Regions from separate parts of the Gossypium hirsutum genome. Here region 1 is linked to region 2. The links are chromatin contacts, called in public Hi-C maps. All regions are on one chromosome and are shown on one strand. The core of a region is the stretch at or near the end of the contact, and the rest is flanking DNA. Distances in the headings are between cores, read along the strand shown.

Evidence for each region. A called contact is a pair of places that touch in the nucleus more often than the background predicts.
Region 1: a Hi-C map of petal shows a contact between it and region 2, with 4 times the contacts expected there. The contact joins the promoter of LOC107910144 here to the promoter of LOC107910139 in region 2. A contact is called at or near these places in 10 of 34 Hi-C or Micro-C datasets (anther, fibers, hypocotyl and 2 more).

The regions. Positions count from the first base shown.
Region 1 is chrD02:46,445,101-46,449,877 of Gossypium_hirsutum_v2.1, forward strand. It overlaps LOC107910144 (protein GAMETE CELL DEFECTIVE 1, mitochondrial), which reads right to left and starts at 1,731. Exons shown (of 5, transcript XM_041088591.1): 1 at 1,578-1,731; 2 at 284-1,070; 3 at 1-92. The coding sequence starts at 834.
Region 2 is chrD02:46,312,316-46,316,395 of Gossypium_hirsutum_v2.1, forward strand. It overlaps LOC107910139 (pentatricopeptide repeat-containing protein At1g26460, mitochondrial), which reads right to left and starts at 2,370. Exons shown (of 7, transcript XM_016837908.2): 1 at 1,470-2,370; 2 at 711-933; 3 at 131-610. The coding sequence starts at 2,083.

The DNA.
Region 1 (4,777 bases), core at 481-2,980, 130 kb after region 2:
ATGTTGTTTCCCAACCATCAGGCTTAGTTTTTAACTCAGAAGAGCTTGGAACTCTTGAATTCTCCAAGTCAGCATTGGTAGAGTCAAAAATCCTTCACAATATACATTATGTGTTAAATCCCTCAAGTACAGCAATAAATTGCTGGTAGAACCTAAAGATGTTGTTAGCTATGATATGAAGACAAGTTTCAATATGGAAAGTAACAGAAACCAAAAACCCTTCCAAAATATCACATTAAACCAACATAGCAAGGAAACAAAGTGTATAAAAGAAAAGACATACTCAGAGCAGCTATCAAGCAATCTATCAATATCATTGGCAGAATCTCCCAATTGAGCTTCTTCCAATTTGTCAATCTCCTTCATCCACAACCCAGCATGGATTCTCTGCTTCTTCAACCTATAATCTTTCTTTATGTGCTCCAAACTATACAATCCACCACCCTCCCCTTTCCCCTCCTTTTCTGCTTCCTCTTTCTGCTTCTGCTTAGGTGACTTTCGTCTCTCATTCCAATTCTCATTCATGTCTTCGACAAATGCCTTGGTTTCAGCATGTACGTCCGACGAAAGCGCCATTTTTGCTGATTCTTCATTAGAAGGGAAGTTAACATCAGCTTCCCAAGGAGCTCTGTTCTTGGGAGAAATGTCATCAGGGAGCCAAGCTGTTTCCCAGGCATCGTTCCAAGAGTCATCTTTGCCATTTTGAGGAGGTTTAGTGGAGAGAGTTTTGAAAAGGGTAGTCAGATTCAAGTGGGGTTTACCAAATTTCGAGTGAATTTTGTACATCACTGGCTTTGTGATGGATTTGGCAATCCGATTAAAGGAGTACATCATTTTAGGGTTTACGGCAAGCAAGCTTATAGCTTTAAAGAAATAGAAGTTAAAGATGTAGAGAAACAGAAGCAAGCTATGATATTTTTACTAAAATCAATTGTGAACGAGAACAAGAACCAGGGCGCCAATGCAAAGCTAGTGCCATTCAATAAAAACATAAACTTACTACTAATTATGAAAGATCACCCTTCTTCCTCTGAATCTCCTACCAAATTGGTTACTACACAACACCGAAACTGCAAACGTAAAGCTCTGATCAAATGCAAATTTCCAAGACAGAAGAAGCAAGGAAAAACTAAAAACTCTCCAAATTATACTAAAGCCAAAACATTATTAAAGAAATATTACTAAAAGGATGCAGGGAATGACATGAAGCCATGTTTGTTTGTTCTTTTCTTCAAAATTTCAATGAGTCTGATTATATAGTTTTAACAATATACCTGCCTTCAATTAGAGGTAAAATTATGAAAAACCACAAGCCAGTGTCAGTAATACTGGAACATTCAAACAGTCATAAATTAAAGCTAAACTCCGATAAAGAAATGATTACATACAAAATAATTGAAGATTCTTGAAATATAAAAAAATAATTGAAATCAAAATAAAGAGGTAAAATACTGAAAAATAAAATAAAATCTCAAAGAAATTGAAGCGAAAAAAATTTTCATAAAGAAAATGAATATGATCACCTTCTGTTGAAAGCCTGCCGAGAAATCAGAGGACAGTAAAATAGAATAGCTAACCTGGAAAAATAGGGTTCTTCGATGTTTTAGATTTTCTTTTCTTTTTTTTCAATTATATTGTGAAAGTATCGTAGAAGTCTGCATTGTTAGTGCGGCTAATATTTTAGATTTTTTTTCTTCAGTTCTATTTTAGTCGCTTTTGCTTTCCTATATGTACTCAAAATTTCAAATTTAATAAATTTTTTATTTTTATAAACTTCATTCACGATCAAGTTAATAATATTTTCAATGCAAGAATTTAATTTTTCCTATGAACCCTAACAAATAAAAACAAAAAAAGAGTTTCTTATAAGCTTTTATGATCATTATCTTTTACATTGTCAACTTGAAGAATTTCACCCATATTTAAGTATAAAATTTTTTATAAAATTTATATTTATCTATTTTTTTGCAATTTATTTTAAAAAAAGAGATAACTTTTTTGGGTTTTCAATTTTTCTAACTTAAATTCTAGATTTTTTTTGTAATAATTTATTTTTTTTAGATACATATGTTTTTTTCCAATTTATCATTTTTTATATTTTAAAAGTTTATTAAATGATGAATTAGTAATCATTTCACATGATAGTGGTGTGCACAAATTAGATTAAACCCTTATTCAAAGCAAACCAAAATATTTTATGCAAGAAGTCAAGAACATATTATGTTAACATATTATTCCTTATAAGACTTTTAAACATTCATGACATAAATATGAAAAGGAAAAAATGTGTATTATAGAGTAATTGATTAAACCAATGTCTTACCTATTAAACTTCATTATTACAAATATGCTCAACATGACTAAAATTTAGTAGCATTCATATATACGTAGCATTCAAGTATCTTCAGGTGTCACGAGTTGTGGATCAAAGTTTGTGATGATCATACAAAGAGCGTTCCATAGAGGTTAATTGATAAAATGAGACTCATTTAACCCGCTTGATTTGACCCAACTCGTGGGACATATGGAGAAACCCATTTACTTGAAACCTCGATGGCCTAGTGAAACGCTCCAGTAAAACTAGAGCTATCAGGGTAAATAGTGTAAATCCTAAAGGGATAAAATTGTATAGAGTTTAAATTCCTTAGGGCTCTCAATTGTAGATAAGCTCTAATCTTAACCGTCGATGTAACTCAACCTGTACCATTGGTTTTGAGGGAGCTCAACTATAAAAAGACTTCCCCCTTCATTTGTAATCATTCCATTCAGAGTTTTGAATATATCTGAGAGCATTTACTCAAACACTTGGTACAAGCTATTTTTCTCTGGTTTTTCTATTCGTTCATGGCTTCTTTCTTTTTCAAGTTGCTTCTGCTTTGTTTTCGATCCCTTAGAGAATTTTTGTGAGAATTCTCACTTTTGTGAGAGTTACGCTGACTTAGGCAAATTCAAAGCAAAGAAATTGCCTAAGACTACACGATTTACGAGACTAAAGTTCTAGCCCCGTAATAGTTAGTATCAAAGTCAATGTTCGAAGGCACTAATTGAGATCTCAAAAGGAGTAAAAGAACAAGTTAAGCTGATTAAGATCTGTGGGAAGAGTAAGAAAGCTTACAGCTCGAGGGGTATGTGTTGAAAAATCGAGTTTGAAAAACGCAGAGGAAAATAGATTTGAGGAAAATCAGAGTTTTAAATTTTTTTTCTAAAACTAGAACTTTATTATGATATCTAAAGTAATAAACACTTAGTCAAAAATATACATTTTCGATTCGTTTAGGATGAACGCTTCCACCGAGTAGTCTTCTTCGCTATCCTCAAGCTCACGTCTCCGAGTATGGGCTCGCTTTGAATCAAAAAAATTCATAAAATTACCAGTAGGGAAATTTTAGAATTTCTCTACACTTCTGGACCAAGTTGTAAATAAAAAGATATATTTAGAAATCTTCTAAAATAATTTCTTCAGAGAATTTTCTCTCTACAATTTTTTCTTAAATTCAAGTGTGTGAAAAATAATGATACAAGACTATTTATATAGGGAGAGTTTAGAGAGTTTAGAGAGTTTAACTATGATTAAACTTAATATTAAATTAATATAATACTTATCTACAAGATAAATATTAAATTAAATTAAATATTAATATTAATATAATCACTTTAATATTAAATTAATAAAATATTATCAAGATAAATATTAACTTTAATTTAATATTAAAACTATTAAAATAATATCATTTTTGGAATTATTAATCTGAAATCAAATTATCTAGTAGAGCCTCAGTATGAGTGTAAGTCTTCCATTGCTCAACCATAGAAGAACTATCATCTCGACCATCCGCAAGCCACCTGAATGTTGTCGTCGCAACCACTGGCAGCATCATACCTGGTGCTGCCATCGTAGGTGCGACACCCTTACGGCATCTCTAGTCAGTTCAGCTGTTGTGTGTTCGGTCCAAGCTAATGATAGCCCGATTGGTCCGCTTCAGCCACCGGTTGTGTAACACTCTTAACCCATATTCATTGCCAGAATAGGGTTATAGAGCATTATCAAATAAATGTAACATAATCATTCTTTTCAAAACATTCAATGAACATAGCATAATCCAATATTATACACGCATATCGTCCTTTAATCGAGCCTTCAAGACCTTAAAATCACTTTAAAAGTATTTCGGGACTAAATCGGGAACATTTGAAAATTTTAGGAAAAATTAGAAAAATTCAACTGCAGGGGCCACACGGTCAATTTACATGCCCGTGTATCTGGTCGTGTGAGCATTTGAAGTAGAGACACACGACCGTGTTCTAGCCTGTGTTTGTGCTCGTGTAACTCACTGACTTGGGTTACACGGTCAAGCCATACGCCCGTGTGCCAAGCCGTGTAACCCTTGAAATGACCTCGCACGCCCATGTGCTAGCCGTGTGGACCTAAATTGTGCCTTAAACCACAAGTTTACCATTTCCTATTTGCTTGTGCATTCAACAACTCAAAAACCATTCATTTAATCTATTCAAAACACGATCAAACACACTCAAAATATGTCAAAACAATCATCTTAGGTGCCTAACCAATATACCCTCATTGATACCACATTTATATTATCAAAACATATCATCATTGAATCATTCAAATCAAAATTTTAAACATGCCAAAATCCATCAATTTGGCCTAGCTTATATCTACCTAAAACATCAACTTATATTCACATACATGTAACAAGCATTGGTTCAAAATAACATGCCAAATTATGGCTTCAAACACAAACATACATTTATATAC
Region 2 (4,080 bases), core at 1,120-3,619:
ATTTAAAAGGCAACATGCATGCATGGTGATATTTCACATACTAATACCCTTCTCTTGAGAAATATAGCAATCGTCGATAACATTAAATAATAGATGATTCAAAGGAATATCAAAGTGTAACAGGACATACTGAATCCAAAGTCTCAAAACCATTCTTGGAGCAAGCCACAACCAAGGGATATAAAGAGGTGAAAGGTGAGAACAGGTCTTCTGCTTCGTTACTGGACTTGCCATGAGCAGCCTCAAACTCATGCAACGTGCCAAAAGCTTTCTGCAGATTCCCCAATGATGCATATGCATAAATCTTCCCAAGGAAAGATTCAGGATTGGGCACCTTCTTTTGACGCAATGAACGCCGTAGGATTGCCCAGGACACATCCAACAGTTTTGAACTGTATGTCCTACCCGCAGTTGCAAGTGCTGAGACAATTAATCCTTGATCTACAGAAAGCAAGAAAGGCGGCCTTGCATTTTCACCCCGAGCAATCCATTTGGCCATAAATTCCAAGGCATAAAATGCTAGCTTGCTGTTATCCGCTTGCATTGCAACTTCTGCAAGATAGTTGCACAAAGTCCAATTTGGATAAAGAGCTCTATTCTGATCTGTTGTCTGATAAGAGTCATGAGAACAAAGTTAAATAATCAAACACCGAGCAAAGGCTACCTCCGAATCAAAACAATATCATTACCAAACAACATGAGTCATATACCTTGCACATCTCAATGACAGTGGCCAATTCATCAAGCCGGCCTTGTTTAACACAGCATGCCACACATTCTGTAAAAACTTGCATGGACAACTTATATCCAGATTTTAAGGCCATATCAATATGATTCAAGGCTGCTTCAAACTGTTGTGCCTCAAACAGCATTCCAATAACCAAATCATAAGTCTCATCGTCAGGCAGAGATTCTGTTCCACCTTGCAGCATCCTGATAGGAATAGATTGAAGGTGAATATCACCAATATTTTAGAAAACAATTCCAAAGATAAACATGCTAAAGCAGTGTATTACTGATGCTATTGAATTCCTACTAGAAAAATGAATGCACATCCTTATTGAAAGCAAACTGATGAAAAAAAGGTCTTTAAAATTTAAAAGGAAATATATATCCACGACCACACAACCCCAAGTCCAATAGTATCGCAGAAGTGATTGTAACAAAAAAAATATTATATATATCATTTTAAATAAAAAAAATCCAAACTCTCAATACAATTACAAAAAAAGAAACAAAATTAACTTATAGATTAATCTAAGCTCACTGCTACGAAATGCAAAGAAACAAACTTTAGCAGCAAATTAGAAACATTTTTAGTTATATCTCTTCTCATTTATTAACTCAAATATTTATGGAACTTTCAAGCAAAAGGCAACCTACAATTATCCAAAACACCCAAAAAAAAAACATAGGGATTTAAAAGAGAGAAATTGGGGGGGGGGGAGCATAGTGCTACTATAACTAACCGTTCAAGCAGCTTCTCAGCAGCTTCAGTTTCCTTAGCTTGCTTCATAGCCTTTAAAACGAAATTAAAGGCCGCTGTATTGGGAACAATGGCAAACTCGTCCATTTGCGCCACCAAATCAAGCAAATCACCTGCCGATGCTCCGATCATAAAATTAGCCCTCAAATAATGATTATAAAGATTCACATCGGGCTTATTGGGCTTCCCATTCTTATCCAGCGATCGAACCCAGAACTCAAATAGTTCTTTCACGTCGGTCCATCGTTGCTGAGTCATCAAATCGGCAAAATGGTTCATTAAAGCAGGAGCATCAAGGATTTGGGAGAGGTATTGAATCCGTTGGCCAGGAGTTTGGCTGAGGAAGCCGAGGGGAATAAGGGATTGCGCTAGGGAGGTTGTTTTTCTGGCTGCGTTTGGGTCTCGCCAGTTCTCGTGGTAGAGGGGGCTGCCGGAGGCTGGGTTGGGAGGGAGAGGGGTGGTTTGAGTTTCAGCCGTGTGGGCTGACTCGGCAAGTTGGGGTTCTTGAGAGAGGAAAGGGAAGCTGGAAATGGATTTGGCTTGGCTTACTCGGAGTAGGATTCGTGTTCGGGTCAAGATCGCCATTTGTGAAGCCATTTTTTGTTCACTGTCAATAGTGAAGCAAAAGAGCGACCTTTTCAGGTTAGGGTTTTTGAGACGACGAAAAGGGGTTATCGCCTTTGAAGGGGACAATAGTAATTTCAATATACACAAACTATTTCCGATTCTAAATTCATCCCTAAATTAAAAAATGTTCGCAAAGAATCAATATTTTATTGAGGGGTGAGATCGGTTTATAAGAAATCGGTGGTAATAAGAAATTGATTATTACAGGGCTCCTTTGGATGCCTAGTTACTATAGTGAAGCACGTTTATCATTGATTTTGGTGCAATCGCACCACATATACCTGTTTAGATAGCATCCAAATTTGGCCAGTGAAAATCATTCAACGCACTGGTGAGAAAATTTTGGACTGAAGGGTCAAGCACCAGTAAACAAAAAGAAACATCAGTGGGTAATATTTTTACCACTTTATTTTTCATATGGGTGTGAAAATAAGACAATTAAGCTGTTTTAATGTTATAACTATTATTTAAATAAATACAAATATGTTAATTTATAGGATAATAAATAGAATATTAAAAGATACATTTTAATATTTTATTAAATGAATTTATAAATTCACATATTTTAATAATTTTATAAAAGTAAAATAATTTTAAAAACTTTTGATATATATCAATTATAATCTAATGTCAAATTACGTTTGAATCCAAATACACACTCCACCGCTGTTTCTAATCTCACCGTTACAGTATCCAATCTCACTACTACAGTAACTAATCTCACAGCCACCGCTGTTTTTAACCCCACCGAAGCTAAACACACCGCCCATCCAAACTAAGCCTAAATCGGATTTTGGTTTTCATATTATTTTTGTGCTTTGAGCTTTTGAATTTTATTCGGATAAAATTGTTTTTGGATTTAAACTTTTTAATTTTAATTAAATTAAATTATCTTTATTTTATGATTTTTAGATATTATTTGGTAATTTTATTTTTTTAATTATACATAAAGTCTCAATTAATATATTTATTAATAAAATAATTTGTAAAATCTTTATTAAAAATCCAATTAAGCTTTGATTTAATCACATTCAACCTTCATTGAATTATTTGTATTTATAACTCTTGGTGTGTAATGATAGCAAAAAAGCCCCCAACTTGAAAATGTTAATAATGATAATCTAAATTTTAAAAGTTTTAACAACAATAATAAATAACCAATGCATTCGTAAGAGGATGAATTTGAAATTAGATTTAGGGTTTATTTTTCATTTTTCATTTAATTATAGAATATGTAAAAGCATAATAAAAACTATATTTAGCTTTTAGAAGCAATGAGTTTTGTTTTGGTTTTTAAATATATTTATATATTGAGATTATATGCTCAAAAAAATTTGGGTTTCTTTTTAAAAATTTTGAACTTTTTTTTACTTTTCGGTATCTAATGGAATGAACCGAAACCTAACTGTATTGATGTGGTTCAATGAAAACATCTAATCAGAACTGAACTAAACTATAAAAAAACCCGAATCAAATTGCCGGTTCAACTCAGTTTCTTGATTTGATAAGTGTTTTTTTTCAACCCTAATTGTATTAATTAGATTACTCCCTCAGCTTAACTTTCAATTTAAGCATTAAATATCAATTTGTAAATGACGTGAAAAATATTTAAAACATATAGCTCAAATTGTTAGCACAATAGTATATATTTGTATTAACAAGTTCTGAGTATGACATACTAAAAAATAATGCAACAAAATTTAAGATTTTCTTTTAACAGGTCCATTTACCATTCAAAATAGTGGCAGGGCAATTAGTGAGTAGATTAAGAAAGTGACATACTTTAACTACAAAAAAAATTTGAAGCCAATTTAAAATCTTAGGGTTTTGTTTGAGAACATTTGTGCAATAAGCCTTGGAAATTATACTACTTTCTCTTTTGGGGTGGTGATTGAGTTTGAGAAGAAGAAATAAGAATGGATAATTGATTCCCACTCTCCTGATGTGCTTCATTTTTTGTTACTGTT